3 separate regions of the Pan troglodytes genome follow, and all the other regions are linked to region 3. Evidence: chromatin contacts called from public Hi-C and HiChIP or PLAC-seq data. All regions are on one chromosome and are shown on one strand. Each heading gives the region's core, a stretch centred on a gene start, on an enhancer-like site or on the middle of the called end of the contact. The rest is flanking DNA. Distances are from core to core; before and after follow the strand shown. Region 1 holds the start of MRPL15 (mitochondrial ribosomal protein L15). Region 2 has its middle 32 kb from the start of MRPL15. Region 3 holds the start of ATP6V1H (ATPase H+ transporting V1 subunit H).

The links. A called contact is a pair of places that touch in the nucleus more often than the background predicts. HiChIP or PLAC-seq counts read pairs in DNA pulled down with a chosen protein or histone mark.
Region 1: a contact with region 3 is called in an H3K4me3 HiChIP or PLAC-seq map of stem cell-derived excitatory neurons, with 3 times the contacts expected there. The contact joins the promoter of MRPL15 here to the promoter of ATP6V1H in region 3. A contact is called at or near these places in 1 of 7 Hi-C or Micro-C datasets (stem cell-derived neural progenitor cells) and 1 of 1 datasets of contacts at active chromatin or transcription factors (stem cell-derived excitatory neurons).
Region 2: a Hi-C map of stem cell-derived neural progenitor cells shows a contact between it and region 3, with 2.8 times the contacts expected there. The contact joins the enhancer-like site here to the promoter of ATP6V1H in region 3. A contact is called at or near these places in 1 of 7 Hi-C or Micro-C datasets (stem cell-derived neural progenitor cells) and 1 of 1 datasets of contacts at active chromatin or transcription factors (stem cell-derived excitatory neurons).

What each region holds. Positions count from the first base shown.
Region 1 is chr7:62,716,954-62,721,563 of NHGRI_mPanTro3-v2.0_pri, forward strand. It overlaps MRPL15 (mitochondrial ribosomal protein L15), which reads left to right and starts at 3,316. Exons shown (of 5, transcript XM_528136.7): 1 at 3,316-3,528. The coding sequence starts at 3,421.
Region 2 is chr7:62,749,531-62,754,439 of NHGRI_mPanTro3-v2.0_pri, forward strand. No RefSeq gene overlaps it. Among named protein-coding and RNA genes, the nearest start is that of MRPL15, 32 kb to the left of the region's middle. Within about 2 kb of position 1,466, at least 6 of the 24 cell types and tissues checked have an H3K27ac peak or open chromatin away from gene starts, as enhancers often do. A contact at or near this core is called in stem cell-derived neural progenitor cells, where this site is marked.
Region 3 is chr7:62,426,210-62,431,012 of NHGRI_mPanTro3-v2.0_pri, forward strand. It overlaps ATP6V1H (ATPase H+ transporting V1 subunit H), which reads right to left and starts at 2,960. Exons shown (of 14, transcript XM_016959475.3): 1 at 2,425-2,960; 2 at 971-1,118. The coding sequence starts at 1,083.

The DNA.
Region 1 (4,610 bases), core at 2,066-4,565, 290 kb after region 3:
GAGTTTCACTCTGTTGCCCAGGCTGATCTTGGCTCACTGCAACCTCTGCCTCCTGGGATTTCAAGCAATTCTCCTGTCTCAGCCTCCGGAGTAGCTGGGATTACAGGCTCATGCCACCATGCCTGGTTAATTTTTGTATTTTTAGTAGAGATGGGGTTTCACTATGTTGGTCACACTGTTCTCGAACTCCTGATCTCGTGATTTGCTCACCTTGGCCTCCCAAAGAGCTGGGATTACAGGCATGAGCCACCGCGCCCGGCAAGAACATTTTTTTTAGAAAAATAATTAACTCAAAGGAATTAATCTATGTTAACACACTGTCAGGTGCTGATATATATATAGATTGGGGAAGATTTCGTGGCAGTGTGTGAAGTCTTCCAAAGCAGTTCAAATTGTATCATTTCATTCTTTTTTTTTTTTTTTTTTTTCAGACAGAGTTTTGCTCTTGTGGCCCAGGCTGGAGTGCAATGGCGCGATCTTGGCTCACCACAACTTCCGCCTCCGGGGTTCAAGCGATTCTCCTGCCTCAGCCTCATGAGTAGCTGGGATTACAGGCATGCACTACCACTCCCAGCTAATTTTGTATTTTTATTAGAGATGGCGTTTCTCCATGTTGGTCAGGCTGGTCTCGAACTCCCAGCCTCAGGTGATCCGCCTGCCTTAGCTTCCCAAAGTGCTGGGATTACAGGCGTGAGCCACCGCGCCCGGCTTCATTGTTATTATGTAATGATTCAGCAGTTATTATCAACTGGGGTTGGAATCAGGATGGACCTTAAATAGTTGTTGAGATATTAATGTTTTTATTACAAGTTCTTGTTAACTTGATTTAAACAGGATTTAGCACATCCCAAGCATGTAGGTGGGTAATAAATATGACTTGTGCAATTATGAGGATGACATAAAACTACTATATACTTAAGGTAAGGATTGTTGACTTATTGACCACACACCCTTAATTTACATTCTTACAACACAAACGAAACTCATCAAATTATTTTGACAGTTTTATATGCTTAATCAACATGTTGGATATGGGATAAACAAACACGTAGCCTACAATTAACTGTCAACAATTGTTATTCCCATTATTATTAACTGATGTCCACCAATAACATTATATAACCCATACGACTTCTACTTCCAAGAAGTGCAGCATATTTCTTGTATTTTATTTATTCAATAAAAAAATTTTCCATGATAAAAAACATTACTGGCATTAACACTTAATCAAGAAGTTCATTACTTAATGCAAACAATGATTTTTTGGGGATTGAAAATAATTGTGCACTTTTCTGTAGATTAGGGTACAGTTTGCAATTATATTTTGCAATTTTCTTCCCAAAGGTAGGAAAGTTTAATAAAAACACAATGAAAACTACTGAATTAAAAATCACTAAAGGCAGGCTGGACTCAGTGGCTCACACCTGTAATCCCAGCACTTTGGGAGGCCAAGGCAGGTGGATCATTTGAGGTTAGGAGTTTCAGACAAGCCTGGCCAATGTGGTGAAACCCAGTCTCTACTAAAAAACCAACCAAACAAACAAACTAAAAAAGCTGTACGTTGTGGTGCATGCCTGTAATCTCAGCTACTGGGGAGGCTGAGGCAGGAGAATCGCTTGAACCTGGGAGAGGAGGCTGCAGTGAGCCGAGACGGCACTACTGCACTCCAGCCTGGGCGACAGAGTGAGATTCCATTTCAAACAAACAAACCAAAAATCATTAAAGGCAGAAAATAGGTTCTATTGCCCCCCACACCCCATTCTATTTCTTCTTTGCTTCTAAATAGAGTCTAGACTTTACCATCATATCATTTTATCGAACTCACATATTTTGTTTTTGCTAATTAGTCTACAAGAGGCCTACTTTTATCTTTAACTTTTAAAAAACATTCACGGGCCAGGCGCGGTGGCTCACGCCTGTAATCCCAGCACTTTGGGAGGCCGAGGCAGGGGGATCACCTGAGGCCAGGAGTTGGAGACCAGCCTGGCCAACATGGCGAAAACCCGTCTCTACTAAACATACAAAAAAAAATTAGCGGGGCGTGCTGGTGAACGCCTGTAATCCCACCTACTCAGGAGGCGGAGGCGGAACAATTGCTTGAACCAGAGAGGCAGAGGTTGCAGTGAGCTGAGATTGAACCATTGCACTCTAGCCTAAGCAACAGAGCGAGACTCTGTCTCAAAATAATAATAATAATAATTCACTTTTGGAAACTGTTCCCTACTAGATTTCAAACAACTTGGGAATGAAATCCTATTTGAGTTCATCCATGTGTATTTCCAACAAGTTCAGTGTCTTACTTATAAATAGTACTTGAAGGAATGAATACAACTTTTTCTTTATGTGGTTATTTTACACTTGATTTAAAGGAACTTAAAAAAGACGCAGTTAAACCTAGAGACAGACGCCCTCCAAAAATTGTCTCACCTTCATTATTTGTGATTACTAGTTAGAGCTAGCAGAAAAAACTCCCCAGCAAGTGAAATGTCAAACCACTACTAAAAGAAAGAAAAAGGAACAGTCTTTTCTATATTTAAGTCACTTGAGAGAAAAAAGAAGAGCTGGTATTTTTCGAGTAATAATGTTCGTATTTTGTGATGCAGATACTCAATTTTACATTCTAAAAATACTACTTTTATATTAGGAAGCAGTGTACGTTTGAATCCTGGCTCTGCCGCTTGTTGCAAGAAGTTGGTCAAGCTATCGGACCTTGCTAAGCCTTCCCTGTTGTAACTGTAAAATGTAGTAACACCATTTACCTCTAGAATGGCTGTAAATCGAGTAAGGCTTATTTAATACAGCGTCTGGCATACACCAGGCATTCAGTATGGCGCCAGTCATTAACAATAGGTGGTTACTAACTGCGATTCACTCAAAACAATACAGATGCACACGGATGAGAGTTCACACTTTGAGTCTTATTCAAAGATTGGTTATTAGCCAGGCATTTTGATAGGTGCACTCAGTTTTATTTTCGTACCTCGCGGTATATAATTACGCAAGCTCAAAAGCTAATAATTGACAGCTCACTTTGCTTTACTCTGGGTTCTGCATTGACCTCAGAGAAGACACGGCCTAGACAAACAGGCAAGGCCCAACACTGACTCAAAAAAGATCCTTTATTTAACGCAGTGTTTTTAGTGCATGCTCTCGTTTGGCGAAAGAGAAGGTTTTACGTTCAGAATATTAAAAGGGACCCCGAGGACAAAGCAGGATCTCGGAAAATAAGATCACATCCCCAAACAACTAAAAGGACAACCGAGACATGGTTGCAGACTCCCACGCCTCTGCCCGAGTCCCGGGCTTGCGCGCGCTGCTGCAGCGCGACAGGGGCGGGGCCACGGCCACAAAGCAGCCCCCGAGACCACGTGGCCTCCGAGCACCTCAGGGCGCCCTTGAAAGTTCTTGGATCTGCGGGTTATGGCCGGTCCCTTGCAGGGCGGTGGGGCCCGGGCCCTGGACCTACTCCGGGGCCTGCCGCGTGTGAGCCTGGCCAACTTAAAGCCGAATCCCGGCTCCAAGAAACCGGTAAATGGGTGGTGGCGGTGCGGGGAAGCGCTGGGGACCCGGGCGATGAAAGCGGCCCTTCTCTCCCTGTCATTAGGAGAACTGCCCTTTCTGGGAGGGTGTTGGGATGAAAATAGGATTGCCTCATGCCTGTTCTCCCTTACTGCCCAGAGGGAAATCTTTCCACATGCACCCAGTTCTTTTTTTTTTTTTTTTTTTCCGAGACGGAGGCTTGCTCTGTCGCCCAGAAGCAATTCTCCTGCCTCAGCCTCCCGATTAGCTGGGATTACAGGCGCCCGCCACCACGCCCGGCTAATTTTTGTATTTTTAGTAGAGACGTGGTTTCACCGTGTTGGCCAGGCTGGTTTTGAACTCCTGAGCTCGCGATCCGCCTGCCTCGGCCTCCCAAAGTGCTGGGATTACAGGCGTGAGCCACCGCCCCCGGCCGCACCCAGTTCTTAATAAGATTATGTTTACAAGTGTAAAGATACCAGGCGGAGAAGCCGACTCGCTGAAACTACAAAGTCTTTGTGTCATTCAAAATTGGATTTAAAATGAAATGTTTTCCCCGTGTATCTATGTTCATTGGAAAGATCTGAATTGCAGCTGTCCCTTCTGCAGTTGACTAAATAGAGCTAGAAAAGCTGTTAGTTGACAATGTACTGTCATTTTAACAGTCAGTTCATTGCTTTCGTGAAATGACAGGAAATTAAGGAAAAGATTTTCTTCAACAGATCAGTTTTCAAATAAAATTACAGGTTTATGAATAACATTTGCATATTTACAATTAATTTCAAAATAAATTCTTGCCTATCATTTAAAATGTTGTGAATATTTAATTCTAGGATTTTTTTCGGTTTCAACCTATTATAAAAACCTTATCCCCATCCTAACCTTTACTTTTTGCTTTTGAAACACACTTGGACTTTGGTTACAAGAATTAGCTATGTCTTTAGAGGCAAAGATGCTAACAGAGTGTGTGGACCTTTGAGCAACTAGGACATGCTTGACACAATAGTGTTAGCTAGCACTGGTGGGCTGGATGAATGAACAGCATAACAAAAAGTGAAGAGCTGAAATGCAGTTTTTAGAAATGCATCTGA
Region 2 (4,909 bases), core at 216-2,715, 320 kb after region 3:
GTGCCATCTCAGCTCACTGCAGCCTAAACCTCCTGGGCTCAGGTGATCCTCCCACCTCAGCTTCTCGAGTAGCTGGGACTATGGGCAAGCATCACCATGACTTGCTAATTTTTTGTATTTTTAATAGAGGTGAGGTTTCACAATGTGTCCCAGGCTGGTCTCAAACTCCTGGACTCAAGCAATCCACCAGCCTCGGCCTCTCATGGTGCTGGGATTACAGGTGTGAGCCACCATGCCAGGCCTGTTATAAGCCTTTTTTATTTTGGGTTGGGACTGTTGTCTTATTCATTTCTGATTTAGTCATTTGCTCTGCACGTGGTAAAAGATACCTTTTATATTCCATGAGAATATTTATAAACCAAAACTTTAAAATATTTAAATTTTTTAAAATTTGAGACAGAGTCTCGCTCTGTCGTCCAAGCTGGAGTGCAGTGGTGTGATCTTGGCTTACTGCAACCTCTGCCTCCTGAGTTCAAGCAATTCTCCCACCTTAGCCTCTCGAGTAGCTGGGATTGCAGGCACATGCCACCACCCCTGGCTAACTTTTGTATTTTTAGTAGAGATGGGGTTTCTCCATGTTGGCCAGGCTGGTCTTGAACTCCTGGCCTCAAGCAATCCGCCTGCCTCGGCCTTCCAAAGTGCTGGAATTATAGGCATGAGTCACCGTGCCCTCCCCAAAACATTTTTTTAATGTAAAGAAACTTACATTTAAAATAAAACTAGAATAGTAGACATACTATGTGCAAATGCCATAAATTGACATCTAGTCTGCCAACATAAGGATTCTATACATTTTTCTTGTGTACTTTCTGTAAGTCCTAAACATTTTCCTTCACAGTGCCTTCTCATATCAAGCAGAGGTTTGTGGTTATTTCTCTTCCCTGACTTCAATATTACATTGACATCAAATCATCACTCAACTGATTTTAAGATGAAAGACCACTGGTTTGGAGGACTAAGATTTATAATGCAGCAGGTGTTATAAACTGCTGACTGTCTTAAATATAAGGAGTGACTCTGGCCCAGAGAAATTCCTGGGGAGGCTGGGTCTCTTTTTATTGCTTCTCCCGTATGTAGGTGGGACAATTCTCAGGAAGGATTGGGTCATTGTTCTGTGTACAAAAGTTGCTGGAGGCAGAGGTAGAAATTTGCTGTCTTGCACAGGGAGATGTGACAGAGAATTTTAGGCCACAGCCCAGTCCAGCCAGCTGTAGCTCAGTGTTGCTGATAGCGAGCCTAGTTCCTCTCTGGAGTCACATTGGTCAGAATAACCTGACACTGGGAAGGGAGTTATTCTAATGCATACTTATTGCTTCCTATTAATACCGTATGTAGCATCTCTGCAATTTTATTGCATTAACTGGAGAATGAGAAAGTGTTAGCTGCTGCTGGATATTGTCCGGAGTTAGAGAAGCTGCCATTATATTCCCCTCATGACTCGCCGCTGGCCCCTGCTGTCGAAGCTTCGCTGTGGCTTCACTCTCAGGGCGTGTATCTGCCATCACTTCCTGCATGCTGATAGCCTGGGACACACTATTGCACACCAAGCGCCTTTGAGCAGGCACTTGTCTCACTTTTCTCAAATGCTGAGTTGAAGGGGTGTCCACGCCTTTTTCCTCATTGAGCCAGTAGTCTCTTGGTTAGTTGTATGCAGTAGTTATCGAGAGTGAAATGCTGACTTCTGCTTTGACAGACTAGAGTGAGGGACCCACGGAAGTCATGAGCAATGACCCCTGAGAAGCCTTCCAGCTCTGGAGCGCTCCAAATCATCCTCCTTTTCCCTCGAGTGGAAAAGTAGGTTTTGTTATCACAAAGTGAATGTAGCCGGCTCAAAATAGGCAAGACTGCCACCTACTGACCAAATGGGAACATTCCTCAGGGAATTTCTAGGTTTGATCTTTGCCCTACAATTATTTGGGATAATTAGTTATTCATGAATTTATAATTCAACAAACCTGAAATACACACAGGACACAATGCTGGACACTGGAGATAATAAAAAAAAAAATTTTTTTTTGAGACGGAGTCTCGCTCTGTCGCCCAGGCTGGAGTGCAATGGCACCATCTCAGCTCACTGCAACCTCCACCTCCGGGTTGAAGCGATTCTCTGGCCTCATCCTCTTGAGTAGCTGGGATTACAGATGCACGCCACCACGCCTGGCTAATTTTTGTATTTTTGTAGAGACAGGGTTTCACCATGTTGGCTAGGCTCCTCTCGAACTTCTGACCTCGTGATCAGCCCACCTCGGTCTCCCAAAGTGCTGGGGTTACAGGAGTGAGCCACTGCGCCCGGCCAGGAGATATTAAAATTAGAAAGGTAGAGTTATTGCCCCATGGGCATACAGAGACCAGGAGAAGGGAACAGGTAATTAAAGGAACAAATCATTAAAATACAGTGTGGTGCTATGCTATAAGTAATCTGCCTCCCAACACTCTGGTTCACCTTCAATTTTAAAGGTATTGGAACCTAAATCTGGGTACCACAAACCCAAGTTCTTTATTGGGAGAAGTTGGTGACCAAAAAAGAAAAAAAAAACAAAAAGAAAAAGCAACCAAACCAAAAGTAGTAACACTGCCTTTTACCGTGATGTTCACTTGACCCTCTCAGAAACACTTTAAAGTTGGATACCATTATCTCTCTGTTTTTAGATGTCGACTTTCTTAAGTCTCCTAAACTTGCATTTATAGTACCTCCTAGCATCTTAAGAATACAGAATAGGCAAACTCTTTAAAAAGTCCCTTGCGACTATATATTATACATATGTATCTGAAAGCTGCATATTATTTAATAAAGAGAAGCCCAAAGAGGTGTGCACTCACAAGCTAGCAAGGTAGCAAAGTGGTTTAAAGAAAGAGTTCTGGAATGACTTGGTCCTGGGTTTATGTTCCAAGTTGGCCACTTACCCAAGAGGGCTATTAACACTCTAAGCCACAATGAGATACCATCTCACACCAGTCAGAATGGCTATGATTAAAATAAAAAAATAGGCCGGGTGCGGTGGCTCACACCTGTAATCCCAGCACTTTGGGAGGCCAAGGCGGGAGGATCACTTGAGGTCAGGAGTTTGACAGCAGCCTGGCCAACATAGTGAAACCCCATCTCTACTAAAAATACAAAAAATTATCCTGGTGTGGTACCCTGTGCCTGTAATGCCAGCTACTCGAGAGGCTGAGGCAGGAGAATCGCTTGAACCCGGGAGGCAAAGGGTGCAGTGAGTCAAGATCATGCCACTGCACTCCAGTCTGGGTGACAGAGCTAGACTCTGTCTGGAAAAAAAAGAAAAGAAAAGAAAAGAAAAACAGATGCTGGCAAGGTTGTGAAGAAAAGGGAATGCTTCTACACTGCTGGTGGGAATGTAAATTAGTTCAGCCACTGTGGAAAGCAGTTTGGAGATTTCTCAAATAACTTAAAATAGAACTACCATTCAACCTAGCAATCCCATTACTGGGTATATACTCAAAGGAATATAAATCATTCTATCATAAAGAAACACACACACATATGTTCATAGCTGTGCTAGTCACAATAGCAAAGACATGAAATCAACCTAAGTGCCCATCAAAGGTAGATTGCTTAAAGAAAATGTGGTTCATATACACCATGGAATACTACACAGTCATAAAAAAAAAGAATAGGCTACGCACAGTGGGCAGATCACTTGGACCAGGGGTTGGAGAACAGCCTGAGTAACATGGCAAAACCCTGTCTCTACAAAAAAATACAGAAGTTAACTGGGCATGGTGCAGCATGCCCGTAGTCCTAGCTACTTGGGAGGCTGAGGCAGGAGGATTGTCTGAACCCAGGAGGTAGAGGTTGCAGTGAGCCATGATTGCGCCACTGCACTCAAGCCTGGGTGACAGAGACACTGTCTCAAATAAATTAAAAAAAAAAAAGAAAGAAAATCTATTTTTTTTTTCCAGCAACATGGATGGAGCTAGAGGCCATTATCTTCAGCAAATTAATGCAGGAACAGGAAACCAAATACTGCATGTTCTCACTTATATGTGGGAGCTAAACATTGAGTACATGTGGACACAAAGAAGGGAACAACAGACACTGGTGTCTACTTGAGGCTGGAGGGTGAGAGGAGGGAGAGGATAGAAAAACTACCTATAGTGGATTATGCTGATGATCTGGGTGACAAAATAATCTGTATATTGAACTGTCACAACACAGCAACATGTAATTTACCCACATAACAAACCTGCATATGCACCCCTTGAACCTAAAATGAATGTCATAGGCCGGGCGTGCTGGCTTACGCCTGTAACCCCAGCACTTTGGGAGGCTGAGATGGGTGGATTACCTGAGGTCAGGAGTTTGAGACCAGCCTGGTCAACATGATGAAACCCTGTCTACTAAAAATACAAAAATTAGCTGGGTGTGGTGGTAGGTGCCTGTAATGCCAGCTACTTGGGAGGCTAAGGCGGGAGAATTGCTTGAACCTGGGAGATGGAAGTTGCAGTGAGCCGAGGTCGCGCCACTGTACTCCAGCCTGGGTGACAGAGAGAGACTCCGTCTCAAAAAAAAAAAAAAAAAAAAATAGAGTAAGGGTTGAATATTCAAGTAGATTGATTTTGGGCAATTTTTTTTTAATAATAGTTAATTCAACATCACCAATTCATCTCAAGTAATCCCTTGTAGAAAGGGAGAAAATGAGTTTGATTTATGGATTGTTAGCATCTAAAATGATCTTTACACATAATAAAAACTTTCGAATTCTTTTTAGGCAATTAGGCTTAATAGTCAAACTCACTAAAATGTGCTACATATATAAAAACTAAGTCCATGCTACTCAGAGTGGTTTACGAACCAGCAGCATTGGCACCTCCTGGGACCTTGTTAGCAGTTAGATTTTCAGTTCTCACCCTTCAATTTCTGAACAAGGTTCTGCTTTTTAACAAGATC
Region 3 (4,803 bases), core at 1,710-4,209:
AAAGCCTGGAAAAATGCCTCAGACTTGGCAGGTAATCAATAAATGTTTGATGAGTGATTAAATTAACAGAAATTAAAGGATCATTTTTGTACATTATAGATCCCTCCTACAACAACACAAACTATTAATACTAATATAAAATTAACACTAATATAAAACTAGATTCCTCAATTTGTTTTTCAAAATGCATATGCAAATCTGAACTGAATTCCTTGGTAACTCAGTTATAAATATACCAAAATAAATATGAAGTCAATAAAATATGGTCAAGAATACATGAATGCTCACTTTACAGATAAATACAAAATACTGAAACATCAGCACATTAAATATTAATACACACAAGAAAGAAGGGGGAACTAAAATTTATTGTATTCAACATACTAATGCTTGTATTCTACTGTGCTAATAAATACATTATTTCAGCAACAAGCCTGTGGGGTATGTCTCCCCATTTCACATTTTACTTTATTGAGCCTCAGAGAAGTTAAGTGATTTGCTTAAGATCATCAAACTAATAGCAAGAACCAAAACTCAAATCCAAGTCTCTCAACTCAAATATCTGTGCTTCTTATTAGTTGTATGCACCACTCTAAAAAGGCCACCTGCCCCTATGCTGATTGCCAGGGCATATCAGACCAGTCTAGCAGGTTTTGCCCCTCATCCCCTTCCTCCCTCCGTTAGCCCAAGGACATTCCTCCTATGTTTCCCACTTATTCCAAAAGTACTTCCCCAGGCAGCCAGGGAAGGTCAAAAGCACCATGAGCCGCTCTGCTTCCCCACTAGGGCGCCAAGCTGTTTCCACCCCACTACACTTAACTCCCTAAGACAGCTAATTATTCTGAAGAGGAAGTGTTTCTTCCACATTTTTCAGTATTTTCCCCGTATTTCTCTCATAGAAGCATGACCATGAAAAAGTCTGATGCAAAAGCATATGACTGTCCATGATTCACAGCAAATTGGTACTTACTGAAGATAGGATTGCCAGTTCACTTTGTTTGCACGAACTTCTGCAGCCTTGGCAGCAATAATATTGGTGGGGACAGCAGCATCCACAGCACCTCGGATATCCATTTTGGTCATCTAAACTTCGTAATCTTGAATGTCTTTCAACAAATCTTCAATTTTGATGCAAGGTAAAAACAGAATATGAGGTGTTTCTCTTTTTTACAACTATTAATATTATGATTATGAATATCATGATCACTTTAATCTCCCCAGGCATTCAACTCAAATATTAAATGTCCTAAGTCTGAAAGTATCATTATATTTCAAATATTGTCCACTGCTCCATAAAAGAGTTCTTTAGGCTTTTGCTTTTCTAGAAAAATTTTTTTCATTATTGGCACTAACATTGCAGTAAGATTTTTAAAGCAATCACCTAATATACTGAAATCAGAAATCATGATTAAATAGAATAGGTATAAATATGGGAAAAATTGTAAATTTATACAATTGTGGTTAACTTTTCTCATAGAGAAACAATAAGAATATGAATAGTACGGATAAGGCTAGCTTTATAAACATTTACTAAGCATCATTTTGAAGTGGCACATTAAAAATTCTAAGTCCTTTCGAAAATTACTCAAATTAAAATACACAAAGTGGGAACATAATTTCTTAGAAGACAGTGCTTTCCTTTTCAAACAAAATTCATAGTATTTGCAAAATCAAAATTCGGAGAGAAAGTTTTAGAACAAATACATATTACAATTTAGATAAGACAACAATGGCGGTCTGGCTGGACGACAAGAACCTACAATAATGAAATTCTATGTAATTCTCACTCCTAAACTTCCAGATACAAACGACTGATTTTAACACAAAGCAAAATACAGGTTGCCACTTGCAAAACATAAATTCACAGCCATGGCCACAAAGAAGTTAAAATCCTACCCAAAATTATATTCCGGGTTTCCAACGATCTTAATCAATTTGGAACTTAATCTCTGTATCTGAAGATTTGCTGTATAAACAACCCTGGGCAGCGCGGAACGACAGGGCCCAGGAAAAAACAGGCTTCAACTGGGCCAGGCTGGAACTCTGCAGCCAAGGAGGCTCAGCCTCAGCAGCCCGTCCTGGGGTAGCTCAAGGTGTCTCTAGACAATTACCTAAGTCCCTGAACTACTCGCACCCCCAGCGATCCAGGGCCGTGGCCCAGTCCTGGAGAAGGTATACTTTTTACCCCTCCCGCTCCACTCTCCTGCCCGCCCCTGACGTTTCTTCCCCCTGCGAGAAAGGCTCCAGAATTTCGCTTAATAAACCTGGTTGAGGCCTGGAAGAAAAGCAATCTGGCAACCGGGGCCGAAGAACAGGAGAGGACCAAGCGGCAAGACACCAGCACGCACCGCAAGCTGGAGAAACTGCAAGAGTCGCCTGACCTGGTCTGCAGCCTGAGACCAAACAACGCGAGGGCGGCCTTACCTCGCGAATCCTCGGGACCCCACAACGCACCCAAAGCCGGCAGGGAGGGTGGTCCGGGGCGCCGGGGACACAGCCGGGCTGGGGCGCCGCGTCAGAGCCAAGTAGGCGTCTCCTGTCAGGTCCAGAGGTCTGAGCAGTGGAGGGAGACTCCGGGAGCCGAAAGTGAAGCGGGTCCCGCACCAAGGAGACGTTGAGGGCCGCACAGGTAGAAGGAAGCCAGGGCGGCCGCAGTAGAATGACAGAGGCGCCGGTCACGTGATCGGAGGCACGTGACTGCTGCGGAAGGCGGAAGCCGGGAGACTCCAAAGCAGCAAGAGGAGGGGCGGGCGCTGCGGCGGGGCTTGTTCGGTGCGGACAACTGGATTCCCGAGTCCGTAACTTGGGCCCCGGAGCGACGCAAGGGTCGGGCCCCAGCCAGCCAGGGCAGGTGGGAGGCGGCGAGCGTGGCGGGCAAGCTAAGACCCGCCGCCCCCAGACCTAGCGCCTCGCCTAGGGGAGGCCGAGGACCTCCGCCCGGAAGCAGCTAGCAGAGGCCAAAACTCTCTTATTGTAACCGTCATTCTTTTGAAAAGTTTGATTTCGCGCTTTCAAATTAATTTCCATTTGGATTTAACAGCTCCATGAAGCAGACGTTCTTATTCTGATTTTAAATAGAAAACTGGGGCTGAGAAGTGGGTCTGAAAAGCTCTCTTAACCTAGGGTTGCACATTTAGCAAATAATAAATTCCATTGCAGTATTTACTTTTATACTAAAAAGTTATTCGTTGTTTATCTAAAATTCACATTTACAGGACGTCTGGTATTTTATCCAACAGTCCCATCTGGAGCCCAAATTTTCCCCTAGTCCAGGCCTCAGCAACTGTCTTTGCCTTAAAGTAAGAATGTACTGCCCTGGAGGTGAGGTATATATGATGGCATGTTTTCCTTAAAAAGCAATGAAAGGGGCCGGGCGCGGTGGCTCACTCCTGTAATCCCAGCACTTTGGGAGGCCGAGGCCGGTGGATCACCTGAGGTCTGGAGTTCGAGACCAGCTGACCAACATGGTGAAACCCCATCTCTACTAAAAATACAAAAAATTAGCTGGGTGTGGTGGCGCATGCCTGTAATCCCAGCTACTTGGGAGGCTGAGGTAGGAGAATCACTTGAACCCGGGAGGCAGAGGTTGCAGTGAGCCAAGATCGCACCATTGTACTCCAGCCTGGGCAGAAAAAGCAAAACTCCGTCTCAAAAAAAAAAAAAAAAAAATTCTTTGAAAGGGATTTATAACCAACCCATTTTTACTAGTAAAATTAAAGTCAGAATAATCAAAATCATGCATTGATTGTGAATAAAGATATATAATAACGGTGTCAAAGATTGTACTAGGTCACTCATTCTGTCTTAGCCAGAAGTGAAAGTCTGTTGTTTTGAAAGCAAATCTAAGGGGGAAAACTTTCATAAAAGAGAAAAACCGATCGTGTACTAATAAACTCCCAAAAGCTGAAACAGCATGTTTTCTGTGTAACTGAGCAAAGCTGGCAGTGAGGCCTGATCTTCGCATTTCCTTTCTGTATCACCTAAGCCACAGACTGGCGTGATACAGCGAGTCTCATCAGATTTCGGGAGGCTCTCCTCTTTTCCGGGAGGCACAAAGATATGGAACAAAATCAGGAACAGTGCAGTGAGCAAAGGGGACTGCTTCACAGGCACCTGGGCTGGCGTTCTCCAAGCATCACAACATTACCAGACAATTTGCCTGGAATAGGGAGAAGAGAAGAGGCAGGTACTCCCGGCATTATCTCTCTTAACATTATTTCTGTAACACTTCTATCGGAGATTTTTCTTGGTCCATTCAGGCTCCTGTAACAAAGTGCTGTAGACTGGGTGGCTTATAAACAACAGAAATTCATTTTCTCACAGTTCTGGAGGTTGAAAGTCCAGAATTGGGGTGCTATCATGGTGAGGTTCTGGGAAGGATTGTCCCAGGTTGCAAACTGCTGTCTTCTCATTGTAGCTTCACATGGTGGAGAGGTGAGAGAGCTCTCTGGGGTCTCTTTCATAAGGACATTAATTTCATTCATGAGAGCTCCACCCTCATGACCTGATCATTTCCCAAAGGTCCCACCTCCTAATATCATCACCTTGGGAGTTAGGATTTCAACACAGGAATTTTGGGGAGACACAAACAGACCATAGCAGTGATCTCAGTTACCTAATTATATATCATACCTGGGGTCCCCATACCCTGGGCCACAGACTGGTGTGGTGCATGGCCTGTTAGGAACCCGGCTGCACAGCAGGAGGTGAGCGGCGGGCAAGTCCCATTACCGCCTAAACTCTGCCTCCTGTCAGATCAGCAGCGGTATTAGATTTTGACAGAAGCATGAACCCTATCGTGAA